Regions from separate parts of the Mus musculus genome. Here region 1 is linked to region 2. The links are chromatin contacts, called in public Hi-C maps. All regions are on one chromosome and are shown on one strand. The core of a region is the stretch at or near the end of the contact, and the rest is flanking DNA. Distances in the headings are between cores, read along the strand shown. Region 1 overlaps Runx1 (runt related transcription factor 1). Region 2 has its middle 22 kb from the start of Gm30224.

Evidence for each region. A called contact is a pair of places that touch in the nucleus more often than the background predicts.
Region 1: a contact with region 2 is called in a Hi-C map of bone marrow-derived macrophages, with 44 read pairs. The contact joins two enhancer-like sites. A contact is called at or near these places in 1 of 15 datasets of contacts at CTCF or cohesin (pro-B cells), 23 of 484 Hi-C or Micro-C datasets (the C2C12 cell line, the HPC-5 cell line, Th2 cells and 15 more) and 10 of 115 datasets of contacts at active chromatin or transcription factors (bone marrow-derived dendritic cells, bone marrow-derived macrophages, differentiating embryonic stem cells and 5 more).

The regions. Positions count from the first base shown.
Region 1 is chr16:92,671,886-92,678,664 of GRCm38.p6, reverse strand. All of the region lies in intron 4 of Runx1 (runt related transcription factor 1), which reads left to right. Among named protein-coding and RNA genes, the nearest start is that of Gm30224, 79 kb to the right of the region's middle. Within about 2 kb of position 2,779, at least 56 of the 459 cell types and tissues checked have an H3K27ac peak or open chromatin away from gene starts, as enhancers often do. A contact at or near this core is called in bone marrow-derived dendritic cells, bone marrow-derived macrophages, embryonic fibroblasts and 2 more, where this site is marked.
Region 2 is chr16:92,570,439-92,577,474 of GRCm38.p6, reverse strand. No RefSeq gene overlaps it. Among named protein-coding and RNA genes, the nearest start is that of Gm30224, 22 kb to the left of the region's middle. Within about 2 kb of position 4,409, at least 45 of the 459 cell types and tissues checked have an H3K27ac peak or open chromatin away from gene starts, as enhancers often do. A contact at or near this core is called in bone marrow-derived dendritic cells, bone marrow-derived macrophages, embryonic fibroblasts and 2 more, where this site is marked.

The DNA of each region.
Region 1 (6,779 bases), core at 1,530-4,029, 100 kb before region 2:
CGAGCAGCCAACAGATCCTTGGCAGAGACGTACATCGACACACAGGTGTGGTGCACAAACTTAGACTGCAGTGTGCAGAGTAGGGAACTTGTTTGGGGGTCTGGGGTGCTCAGAGACCAGTCTTACTAGTGTCTCCTCTCAGGCAGCCTCAGATCTGTGCATGGAGAGCTCGCAAATAGCCCCATTTAGCATTAGCGCCCACCTCAGGCTGGTGTCCAGCTTTCCTCTCTTCCATTAGCATCCAGTCCACCTGCCCTGCCTCCTTTCAGAGCAGCAAAGGTTCAAGAAGATGCTGAGCAGGAACTGCAGACCCCAACACTCCCCTCCCTCCTGAATGCCCACACCCATACCCAGACTCCCTGCTGCTCCTGCCCAGGTTGCTGTGGGCATGATGCTCTAGGCCACAGGTACAGGCGGGGGATTAGTCAGGCAGCCTTGGGAAGCCACCTTAGGCTTTTTCCCTGCATGGCCCCTACACAAGGCAGATAGACCAGCACAGCCTGGGGAATCTGGGCATCTATCAACGAAAGAAGTCGCTGAATGGAAGGACAGAAGAGCACGCGGCCTTAATCTAAAGAGACTCTTGTGCAAGTCTGGGCTAAAAACAGGCTAGTCATCTGAGATAATGTGGGGCTAGGATTCCAAGTGAGTAAGACAGGAGAGAACATGCAGCGTGAAGAAAGAAAGCAGAGTCCCTGGGACTCTCTTGGTGCTTTGGTGGGGTGGGCAAGCGATATAAGTGTCTGATCCAATTTTAGGATGTTTCCCAAGATGGCAGAATCTATAGACATCTCCTTACCTTATTAAAATGGGCACAGGTATAGCATTTGTGTGCAATCCCCTCTCTCTCCTCTTCTGTATCTAGTTTGTGTCATCTCAGAATGACTTTACCCTACCTGTCGCACAGCAGATGCGTATCTCTGTCCTGTATGTTTGAGCGGTGGTGGGCCGGACCCTCAGAGACAGAGACAGGACCCACTGCGTTCATTTTTTCCCTAAGGTTGTTTTCAACCCAGCACATCAAGTACAGCCATGCTTCCCAGGCAGGGGCAGCCATCGCTGAAAGTCGGCAGAACTCGTTGATTCACTTTTTCAAGCTTGTATGTGTGTGTGCACATGTGTGTGCAGGTGTGTATGTGGAAGCAGCAGCTGCTGTCCACACTCTTTCATCACTTGGGATTTTTTTTTTTTTTGAGGAAAGGTCTCTGACTGAACCTGGAGTTCACCATTTCAGTTGGCAGCCCCCCTCCCCCAAATCCATTTGTATCAACCCCCAGGAATAGGGTATAGGTGCCTACTGCCCACTGGCATTTGACACAAGTGCTGGGCGTCCAAACACAGGTCTTCATGCTAGTGCAGCAAGCACCTTATCTACTGAGCATCTCCCAGCCCATCAGCCCTCCTTTTTTTGTTTTGTTTTTGTTGTTGTTGTTGGGTTTTTTTTTTTGGTTTTTTGTTTTTTTATTTTGTTTGGGTTTGGTTTTTGGAGCTTTCTCTGTGTAACATTGGCTGCCCTGGAACTCACTCTGTAGACCAGGCTGACCTCAAACTCACAGAGATCTGCTTGCCTCTGCCTCCCTAGTGCTGGGATTAAAGTGGGGTATAAGCGCCCTGCTCTATTTAATTTAAATAACATTAGAACAAAAGACACAAATAGGGTCCAAGCCCAGCCCCTGAGCTCTACTGAGTCACTTCCAGAGAACTCCAGAGAATGTCACACATGGCTTTCCCATTCTCCAAGTGGATGGCTCACTCTCAAACTGCTGGTCACTCCGCACAACCAGGCAAAGGTTGTTTCTATGGAGAACTGAGTTCTGTGCTTCAAGTTTTCAGTTAGGCTCTTGAGGCTTGGACGTTGGCCAAGAGCAGAGACTCTGGTCTGCATTCTGCCTACATGGACACAGACAGGACAGGGTCAGGCCAGCTGGACACAGGGGCTCTTCGCACGAATATCAGTCAGCCTACAGAAGCTGTGCAAGTCCAATGGGTTGTGTCCTGCCTATAAGTCCCTAAGTAAATTATGCAACTCTACCGTCAACAGATCATGGTGGAAATAGCAAGAGGAAGGGAAATGGAACGGACACACGTGTAAGTGCCGGCTGTTAGGAAGCACCGGTGGGAAAATAAGGGGGGAAATGCTAAGTGCATGCTGGGAATATCCTGCAAACACAGAAGTTATCCCTGGAATCTGGGGGAGAGCATTCATTTCCTTGGAAAAAAAAAAAGTCCCCAACCGTGTGTGTGTGTGTGTGTGTGTGTGTGTGTGTGTGTGGTTAGGCTTGCACATGTGTACACATGTGTGGATCTCAGAGGACAATTTGTGGGAACCAGTCTCCCCTTTTTCAGTATAGGTGCCAGGGACTGAACTCAGGTGGCTGGGCTTGGCCGCAGGCCTCCACTCACTGAGCCCTGTCGCTGGCCTGGGTGCGTGCATTTCCATGCTCAGAGTTACTTGTACCCAGAATTGGACATGGCATAATCTACGGTCCCCTGTAACCTTGGAGAATCTTCGGGGATTTCCTGAGTTTGTGAAGAGCAGACCTCCCTCCCAGCCCTTCCTGGCTGTTTTGATTTTTCAAAGGCAACATTTTAAAAAGAAAGTTTCCTTCCACTTGCTTTGGGGTGCCTAAAGTAGCAACTGTGCAGAAGGTTCCCTCAGAGAGACACAAAGAGAGGGATGTTACCGGTACTGCTTAAGGAAAATGGCTACCCCACATCCCCCGGGCAGAAGATCCTTTGCATGTGTAATCTTCCTTTTCGTGACAAAGGGCAAGTTTCACATCCCCAGAAACAGTCCCCAAAAGGAGAAGATGACTCATGTGTCCCAACCTACACCAAGGAGAATGAGAGTTACGGAGCCACTGAGAACGGGGGGTGGGGGGTGGGGATAGAGCAGCCCACCCACAGGCCAAGAAGGGCAGCGGGCTCCCAGCAAGAGACTGGAGGCCAACGGGCTTGGAGGGCGGGGCAGGGGTCAAGCTGGAATGTAGTGATGTTTAGAGCCTGGGCAAGCAGTGATCTTCAGCCACCTATCTTCTTGCTTACTTTTTGCTTCCTGCCCTCAGCCCTCCTAGGGGAAGCCATATACAGTGTTATAGTATCTTGATCCTGCAGTTTAGTCATTTGCTACATGCAAAGGGAAGCAGTGTGTCTCAGGCTAGACAGAGAGGCAGGGTCCTGCTGATTCTGTATTAGACCCCAGGGCTGTCAGTGTCCACCACTGAGTCCTCCCCTGAGGCCCTGGGACTGCCTGGCCTTGCAAAGCATGCCCCACAGCCCCAGCAAGTGTCCAGGAAGGCTCACCCCGTGACCTTCTTTCCAACTAAATAAAGCAGTTCGTATTTTGTTCTGCCCTTTGGATGGGCAGACTGGCGTCGAGGAGGACGCCACATGTTGCTGTCTTGGCTTGTTTATATAGTGGATCAGCCCCTCGCTGTCATGCCTTAAAGGGTGGCCAGCTGGTGATGCAGCCATGAACCGCCAAGTTCAAGTAGAAATCAGTCTGAGCAGCAATTCTGACACCTGTTGAGCGTTCCTCCTCTTCCCCAATTCCTCCCCCATCAGGTGTCCTTGGGCAGCTCACAAAAGCTGTTACCACTTTGTATTTTGCAGAAGAGAAAGCTAGGGCTGTGAGACAGTAACAAAGTTGCCCTTGAGTATGACTGTACAGGCAACGAGTGGGATTCGAACACGGGTATACTGGGTTGCTGAGCTCTCACACTTAGCCCTCTCCCTATGTACTTCCAGCTCTGGAATGTTCTGAGCAAGCTTTGTCTCTGGATGCTTGGCTGAGTCCAGACTTCCCCCTTCTTCCCCTGGTCTTTCTTTTTTGATGCTCCTTCCTCTTGCCTTCAGCCCTCTTGTCACTCCTGTCAAATATCAGTCCTCTGGGATCACAGCCATCCACTGAAGCTGATGCGGCGGGTTCCTTCAGTACCAGGAGCAGAATAAAGATTTCGAGGCTTCCCCCTCTCTGTCGGCCCTCTCACTGGCTGGATGATTCAGAGCATCAGTGGCTTACCGCTTGCCCCTCTACCACCAAAAGCCTCTGCCTCCAGCCAATGCCCCTGATCAGCACCAAAGTGATCTATGTCCTGGCCAGCCAGGGTTTCTGGGAAAGCGGGGTCTCCCATCAGGCAACAGACTAAAACATGAAGTCTTGGACAGCCCAGTCTCTCTGCCCTGCCTTAGACCCTGAAGATCCCAGGAAAGCGAGTGTTATTTTGCTGACCGGTACTCCTCTAGGTCGGTCCCTTGTGAGTCTCTCCTCTCCTGGCGGCTGCAAGTTACGGCGGAGAAAAACACTTGAGAGTGTTTCACTCTCCACGCCCATGTACTTAAAATACCAAGCCCATAGGTCATTTTAATAAGGGAATTTGGCTAACAACACATGTGCGCTGGAGGCCCTAGCTCCCACGTCTGCAGGTGCTGGCCAAGCAGGGCTGTGTCTGAGCAACCACGGGCCTGGGTGGGTGGAGAGCAGAGCTTGCAGCTTCTGTAATTCTGAGCACCGAGATGTGCCTCTGGCTACCTGGAAGCCGTTGTCAGGGACGGGCCTAAACCCAGCTGGAAAAATACAAACAAGAATGGAGGTCAGGTTAGAACCAGGGTGACAAAAAAGTCACCATGGTCTATAGATCATAAGCAGATGTCCTTGTACTCAAAGCTCTTACCAGGACTGGGGAGGTGGCTCAGTTGGCAGAATCCTGGCAGCACAAGCAGGAGGTCCCGAGTTCTATCCCTAGAGCCCAGGTTTTAAATTTTTAAATTTGTAATGCATGTTTGAAATCCCAGTTCTGGGGAAGTGGAGACAGACACATCCCTGGGGCTCACTGCTCAGTGGCCTAGCTGAATCCATGAGTTCCAGACCAGTGAGAGATCCTGTCTCAAATCACAAGATGGGCAGAGCTTGAGGAATGATGTCTAAGGCTGACCTGTGGCCTCCACATAAAACTGCACATGTGTGTTTGTGCACACACATACACACACATGCACACACGTCAGCTGCAACCCGAGCCCATCGTGGGGATTGCCACCAGTTTATCTCCTCCCAGGTGAACCCCATTACAGACATGCAGTCTCCCTAATCTCCCTCCCTGGTGGGAATCACTAAGTGGAATTCCTCGTATTGACACATTAAAGGATGACCATAAAGTCATAGGAACCATGGTGCTGAGCAGTGGCCATACCAGTTGGGGGTCACAGCTGTATTTCTTTCCTAAGTCAGCTAGTCTCTGGCTAAGCCGACACTCTCACAGTCTTACACCTTCTGGAAGCGCCAGTCAGCTCCAGGAGAGACTGCCGCTGAGTCCTGAACTTGTTCGTAGGCAGCTGCCTAGAACAGCTTGCACATTAGAGTCACAGGGGCAATTTTCACTTTGGAGGATGGTAGTTGGGCAGTGGGTGGGAGATGGGGTGAGTGGAGGCTCCTGAGTTTAGATTTTGCACAGGTGGCCATTTATACGCCAATGGTGGAAGCACAAAGGTTGTGAGTGTAAAGTTTAGGGTCATTCCCTCTGTGGTTAAGTGAGGTGGTTAATATTTTATGTCTGTCTGTCTGTCTGTCTGTATTATGTATTTGTGTGTGTGTGTGTTGTGGCTTATCTATGGAGGTTCAAGGATAACTTGTGTGAGTCAGTTCTGTCCTTCCACTATTTGGATCCCAAGAGTGAAACTTGGGTTGTCCCGTTTGGCAGTAAGTCCCTCTGCCCACTGAGCCATCTTGCCAACCTGAGCTGAGTGATTTTTGAGGATGCAAAGTCACCTGTTTAAGTCTTTGCCTTACACTCTTTTAAGAACTGGTAAAAATCCATCTTGCTCATTTCACGGGTCTTCTCTGACAACCAAATGAAGTAACTTCCATCGGAATGTGTCGGAAGCATTGGAAGGTCTGCATACACCTAAACATGTCTACATTGTGAAAACGAGATTCCTCATTGTAGAGTTATGAAAGGAGCCCTGGTGAGAATTGAGCTGTTCTAGAGTCGAGAAACCCTTGCAATGCTAAGCCCAGGATGCTCTGTATTTGTGCCAGGATGAAGAATGTGCCTGGATGGTCTCCACCCACCCAGGATCTCTGAACATGTTCTTATTTAGAAAATTCGCCGATGCTGTGAGGTTAAGGCCATGCATGAAGACCTTCATGTGGAGACCATATGTGTTAGCCTTCATGTGGAGCTCACCTATGATGGCCTTCATGTGGAGCTCATGCATGACAGCTTCTAAGGATGGGGAGATTCAGAGACAAGGGCATATAAGGAGGCAGCATACAAAGGTAGAAGCAGTAATTGGGGCACTGAGACCACAGCGCCTCCAGAAGGTCAATACTGATGACAATCTTAGGAAGTCAGGAGAAGGAGAAGGAAGGAGCCAACCACCCCCATTGCCACCTAAGGTGTCTTACAGGCACCTTCATCTTGGCCTTGTGGCCTCCAGAACAAGAGACTGAGTCTGTGTGCATTAAGCCATAGCACTGTATTACATCAGCCCCAAGATTGCTTGAACTCAGTGTTCTTGAAGTCTTTGCACTTCCGAGGCTGAAAGCAACAGATGACATGATTCTGTGTGTGGTGACAGTGTGCTAGATAGTCACAGGTTTGGAAGACATCATTCGAGACCTTCATGACGCATTTCAGGCAAGCCATGGCTGAAGCCAGCATTGGAGAATGTTAGATGCTACAGTACTCCCCAACCTTGAGCTGTTACCGAGCTACAAGCTCCCATGTAGGCATCTTACTGCCTCGGGCTCAGAAGACACTATCAGAAAAGATCTGTGAGCT
Region 2 (7,036 bases), core at 3,160-5,659:
CAGCAGATGAACGGACAGGGGAAACAGGGCCCGTGCACTGCAGAGTGTTTGCAGTGGTAAAGAAAACCGAAATCACAGCATTGGCAGGAAGATGGACCGGACTGGAAATCATCATGTTAAAAGACAGAAGTCTGACACAGAGAAGACAAAATTACCATGTTTTCTCTCATTTGCAGAAACCAGATGTAAAATGATGTGTATGTGTACATGTATGTACATGTGTGTACATGTGTTGGGAGCTACGAAACTAGGAATAGAAGTATGAGGAAAAGAAAGATCTTAAGGTGGAAACAGAGAGGGTGACAGAGCATTGTGAGAAAAAAAAAACAGAAGGGGTTGGTCTAGGGAAAAGTGGGGGAACAGGAGGGAAGGGATCGGACCGGGTAGCCATGCATGGGGAAGGGGAAAGAAACATACAGAGTTCACGTGTGTGTGAGACACCACAGTGAAACCTAGTACTTTCTATGCTAATCAAAAATTGTAACTTAAAAAAGAATGGGCTAAACAAATAAATATATCCTGACTGATTTTACGTTCTCCTGACACAAGCTATAGTTGTCCTAGAGGAGGAAACCTCAATTGAGAAGATGCCTCTATAAGATGGGGTTGCAGGCAAGCCTGCAGAGCATTTTCTTAATTAGTGACTGATGGGGGAGGGCCCAGCCCACTGTGGGTGGGGCCATCCCTGGAGCCTCTAGACCACCAGCTTCCCAAGTGCTCCGAGAGGTTTCAGGTCTGCCCTCAGCCTTTACCCCCTGTGCTGAGGACTATGAGACCCGTGTGTACTGTGTACCATGTGCCATGAACCGTGTGTGCTTGTTGTAGCTGCCCACTGCCAGACACACCCACCAGGCCATCCCTTGCTTCTCTTGGTCAGGCTAAGCCCCTAAATCCTGCTCCTTTCTCTTTCTGCTCTTTTGGGTGAGAACCAGCCGCTGCCGAGCCTAGTAGAGATGCCGCGTTATTTACCTTCATTTTCCTTTTGACTCTCTTCTTCTGATGCCTTTTTTTTTTTCACCCTCACCATGTTTCTTCTCCATCTTACACCTCTGAAGGCCTTCCAGACAATACATGGGGACAAGTCGTGACACGGAAGGCTTGAGGCTGCCAGGCTGTAGAGGAGGTGAGGCGGTGGGATGTCATTGGCTGGTCATGAGAAGCTCACCTGACAGCATCATGCACTGCTTCACAGCAACTAGAAACACAATGAAGTTAAGGGGCTGGGGTAAGCCATTCTCACAGGAAGAGAAGCCGTAGGAGAGGAGCTGACAGGCACTCTAACAGTAGTCTTCTGAGCTGGGGACAGAGTGTTTATGAGGCTCTGAAAAGCTCTGTCACGTGTGTTTCAACAGACATCGCAGAAATTTCAGATACAGCCCTGTTTGCTATAGTAGCATCAATGGCTTCTTCTAGGGCCAACACCCTATGGAAACCATCTCAGTTCCCCACCGTTGGCTGTCCGGGGATCCCCGGCTGCAGGGCAGCGGGTATCAGGTAGTAAAGGCCGCAAGTAACTTCCTGGCTTGCTAAGCAACCAGCGGAAACCACTCTGCTCTCACTGTGCTCTAGGCTGAGCATTCTCCTCAGAGTTTGAACAGAGAGAGAATCTCAGTAGATAAATTATTGATAACGTGGGCGTTACAGACACAGAACCCATCCCTCCTAAGCTCAATGCCCTGTGTGAGACAGACAGACAGACTGGAAGGAAGGAAGGAAGGAAGGAAGGAAGGAAGGAAGGAAGGAAGGAAGGAAGGAAGGAAGGGAGGGAGGGAAGCAGGCAGGCAGGCAGGCAAATGGAATCTGTGTCTGAGGTGCATTGTGAAGCAGAGTGGAATGACCCACAGGTGTAAGCAGGTGAGGTTGGAGAAGTGACACAGCTGGAGAGAGAGTCTCTCTCTGAAGTGTGCATAGTGTCACAAGTGAGGGAACTGGAGAGGACATGGAGGCTTGGTGGGGGATGAGGGGGGTGGGGTTGGGGGAGGGTGGGGCTGGGAGGAGGGGGCTGGAGGGAGGGTGGAGACTGGAGAAGAGGATGAAGGTGGAGGCCAGAAGCAGAAAGATGAGGACAAACAGTAGGTCTGTGAGAACAATCTAAGGATTTGGTGCTCCATGAGCCAAAACAAGGGTGCAACCTACAGGGAGATTACAAAATGAAGGTCACAGGGTAGCTCTGGATTAATTCCCATGATGCGGAATCAAAGACAGTAGAATGGAAAAGAAAGGGCTGTGACACACAGAGGTGACACACAGAAGCCCGTAGCAGTTCATAACTTGCTGCTATGTTTCAGTGTGTGCATGGAATTCTCACACACATGCATGATCATGTGTACAGTCACATTTGTGCTTGCATACATGTTACATGGTCAAACATACACAAGCATGTGTGTGTGTACATATAAGCTTGCATATATGTTACATGGTCACACATACACTACCATGTATACACGCACATTTAAGCTTGCATATATGTTACATGGTCACATATACATTAGCATGCATTTAGATCTTTGTGTGTATGACATCTATATGTTTGTATGTATATTATGTATGTGTGTGTGTGTTATGTGGATGTGTGTGCATATGTGTTTCCATGTGTAGGTGTAGAAGCATTCATGCCACAATGTATTCCTGGGGTGTGTTGGTTTTCACCTTCTACCCTGATTGAGACAGGGTCTGTCTGTTGATTGCTACCATGTTCACCAAACAAATTAGCCCACAAGCTCCTGGGAAATTCTCCTGCCTCCACTTTTCATCTTACTGTAGGAGCAGGAGGAGTGCAGATGCTTTCTACCACACCTGGGGCAGCAGGATTATAGACATGTGCTACCACACCTGAAGCAGCAGGATTGCAGATGCATGCTACCACACCTGGAGCAGCAGGATTGCAGATGCATGCTACCACACCTGGAGCAGCAGGATTGCAGATGCATGCTACCACATCTGGAGCAGCAGGATTGCAGATGCATGCTACCACACCTGGAGCAGCAGGATTGCAGATGCATGCTACCACACCTGGAGCAGCAGGATTGCAGATGCATGCTACCACACCTGGAGCAGCAGGATTGCAGATGCATGCTACCACACCTGGGGCAGCAGGATTGCAGATGCATGCTACCACACCTGGGTTCTTGGGATTCCAACTCAAGCCCTTATGTGTACATCGTAAGTACTTTATCCACTGAGACATCTCTCCAGCCCATGATGCTGTTTCTTTACTGCGAGTTTCTGTGGACTGACATGTTGATGTGGATACTCCCAAAAGAATGTAGACGTGATTTGAGGGTTAGTTTAAGGGAGGTGTCTAGCAGGGAGGAAACAATGAGAACATCTGAGGGACCACTGAAGGCAAGGACCCTGGGATGCAGAGGGTGACAGGAGACAGACAATGGGGGGCTGCCAGTCCACTACAAGGAAGAAAGGCAGCCACATGAGGCTTAAAGAATCAGAGAACAGAACACCCCACAGGTAGCATCCTGGGCCCAGGGCAGGAATGTGGTGGCCCCTTTCTTGGTGACAGACAAGTACCAACTCCTTCTGAAGGGATGGGACAGGAGTGTGTACAAGCATGACAAGCTACCTATAGGGTCAAGGAATTTATAATCACACACTTACTTGAACTAAAATTCTGACATTTGGGGGTGGGGGATGTGATGACTAGAAGATGCATTTTCTGCAAACCTCCTTAAGATAGCTCTCCCAACATTCATGTATATGTACGTGTGTCAGCAAACATGGTTGTTTTTTTTTTTTTTCATTTTTCCCCAACTATCACTATTCTGTGACTATGGCCTTATTTGGATAGGTGTGAGTAATTTAAGGATCATAGGATGAGATCACACTGTATTTATGGTGGATCCTAAGACCAGTGACTAATGTCCTAAAAAGAGGAGGAGATCTGACCCACCAGAGAGATGACAGGAAGACAGAAGCAGAGACAGAGCGATATGTCTCCGAGCCACAGGACCCCAGCAGATTCCAGTTGTCACTGAGGGCCAGGAAAGCTGTTTAGTGTAGATTTAGCCTTTGAAAGAGACCGGACCACGTGACCATCAGATGACAGCTGATTCCAGACATCTGGCCTCTGACCTCCAGAACTATGGGGAGATGACTTCCTGTTGCTTTAAGTTACCCAATTTGTGGTAGTTTGTTGCAGCAGCTGTAGCAAACTTACCCAGTGAGAATAGTAAAGTAGTTCAAAGGAAGGCTGAGGATGGGGAGTCAGGATCAAGCCAGTGGCCTGCCTGGGTATACCCACTTCTCCCAGTGAGAAAGAAAGGAAAGAGCAGAGGAGAAATGAGGGAGAAGGAGAAGGGAGGAGGGAAGCTGGGAGAAAGAGGGAAGTAGGGACAGGAAGGGAAAGGAGACATGCCAAACATCACAACACTGGAGAATTGACCTTGGCCAGAGCTATGTGACTTCAATGGTTTGCGTGGCTGACTCCTCATTCTCTTAGCAGCAAATGGCTAGCTAGGACTGAGTCCAGACCCAGCCTGCCTGGGTTTGAACCCTAAGGCTTTGGAACATCTGGTCTACCTGTGATTCAGTGTCATCATCTGCAAAACTGAAATGCCAATGACTCCTCCTGCCCTGGGTGGATTTGAGGATCATAAGGTCTCCTTGTATGCATTACAAATGATGTGTGTGAAATGAACAGAGCCATGGTGGCAACAGAAATCTTATTGTCCCTGCAGGGGCTCAAGAAACATCATGAAAGAGTGTATAGAAAGAATGTAGAAGCTGGATGACGGAGTGGAGGCCTATGCAGTGGTGTGGGGAGGCCTGTGCAGTGGTGTGGGGAGGCCTGTGCAGTGGTGTGGGGAGTGCTATGCAGTGCTGTGGGGAGTGCTATGCAGTGCTGTGGGGAGTGCTATGCAGTGCTGTGGGGAGTGCTATGCAGTGCTGTGGGGAGTGCTATGCAGTGCTGTGGGGAGTGCTATGCAGTGCTGTGGGGAGTGCTATGCAGTGCTGTTGGGAGGCCTGTGCAGTGCTATCTTCTGGTGTGTCATGGCTGCAGCACTCGTGAGCTTGCAGCAGCTGCAGTGCCTGCATAGGTTCTGCATAAGACTGAACCATTAGACACTCAGTCACAGGAGGGGAGGGGCCTCTGGGGCTCAGCCCAGCCAGGCCCTGGGGTAGCTGGTAGAACAGAAACCCTTGTTTTCAATACTGTCTTCAGAGTGAGTCCCTCACACCCCAAGAGACAACATGACACCTGTGCCCATGCCCATGCAGGTAGCCCCTTATTAAACCAAGTGGGTCACAACTTAAAATAAGAACAGGACCAAAGTAAGGGTAAGAGGCTGGTGCAGAGCAGAGCCGGGTGGTGGTGGTGCATGCCTTTAATCCCAGCACTTGGGAGTGATTGTAGACCAGCACCTTGTCTACAAAGTGAGTTCCAGGACAGCCAGGGCTACACAGAGAAACCCTGTCTCGAAAAACCAAAAAAAAAAAAAAAAAAAAAAAAAAAGGCTGGTGCAAGGAGAGGTGTGTGTGTGTGTGTGTGTGTGTGTGTGTGTATTTGGAGAAAGAGAGAGAGAGAGTATAAGTGACCTGAATGTATCATATGCATATACAAACCTGTCAGATAAAGTAGGTTATTGTTAAGTGGGCTACAAGGAAGATGGTGGGTGATGAAACGATTAACCACAGCCTCAGTCCCAATGTGAGTGTAGCCCAGCAGATACAGAACTAACCTGGTGAAGCCTTCCAGACCCACGCCATGGATGGGATACAGTACCAGCACAGCCTGCCTGGTGACAAAGCTGGTGGGGTGGGGTGTCTTAGAGTTTCATTGCTGTGGAGAGACACCATGACCAAGACAACTCTTATAAAGGCAAACATTTAACTGGGCCTGTCTTACAGTTCCAGAGGTTCAGTCCATTATCATCGTGGCAGAAAGCACGGCAGTGGTGCTGGAGGAGCTGAGAGTTCTTAATCTGCAAGAAGCAGAAAGGGTGTGTCCTCCGCAGACGGCCAGGAGGAACCTGTTCCACACTGGGTGGAGCTTGAGCACTAGGAGACCTCGAAGCCCACCCCACACAGTGACGCACTTCCTCCGACAAGGCCACACCTACTCCAACTAGGCCACACCTCCTAATAGTGCCATTCCCCATGGGCCAATGAGGATCAGACATATTCAAACCACCACAAGGGGTCAGGGAGATCCTGAACATTTTATCGTGGGTGAGGAGTCCGAGAGTGGCCACCAAGGGTGTCTCTGCCGATCACGATCCAGGGCATCAGGAGTCCCAGTCACACATCGCCCCCTTTTGTGGAGAATCATGACGACATCTCACATCTGTTCTACACAGAACCCTCACAGTAGAATGAGACCACCATCTCAGAAACAGTTCCAGGAAAGATTCCACGACCTGTGCCCACAACCGAGATCTCGTCTCTCTGTTCTGAGATTCTTCACCCACGCGTCAGGGCTATGGAGTGTTCAGATCTTAGCGCAGCTTTCAGCCAAGGGGAGAGAGTGCAGATTTATCGGCACTCCATCTTCTTTTGTTTAAGGATAAGCAGATGTAAAGGCAACAAGCAGAACCGAGTGTTATAATAATAACCCTGAAAATCAATAAGAAATACAATCTCCCTGCTACGAAAGAAAGACAGACACCTTCTCAAATAAGCAACTCCTGAAAGGGAGCAATCCGGGCTGCGTGTGACTGCGCATCTCTGTAACCCCGGGACTCAGGGGGTTCAGACAAGAGAATGCCAAGCTCAAGTCCATCGTGGACCACATAACAAGACCCCGTTTCAACCTCCACCCCAAAAAGCAATTAGTAAAAAGGGAAGCAATGGGAAAGAAGCATAGAAATCCAAATAATCAAGTGTGTGGAACCTTAAGCAACCGGTTCATAATCATAGAAAGAGAAATAAAAACACAAGCAAAAACCATTCAATTCTAAGAACTAAAAATATCACAGGGTTGGCAAGGGTGTGGGGCAACTGCAGTTCTCAAGTGCTTCTGGTGGGTAAGTTGATACAGACACTCAGAAAACTATTTAGAAATATCCACTACAGCTAAATATAC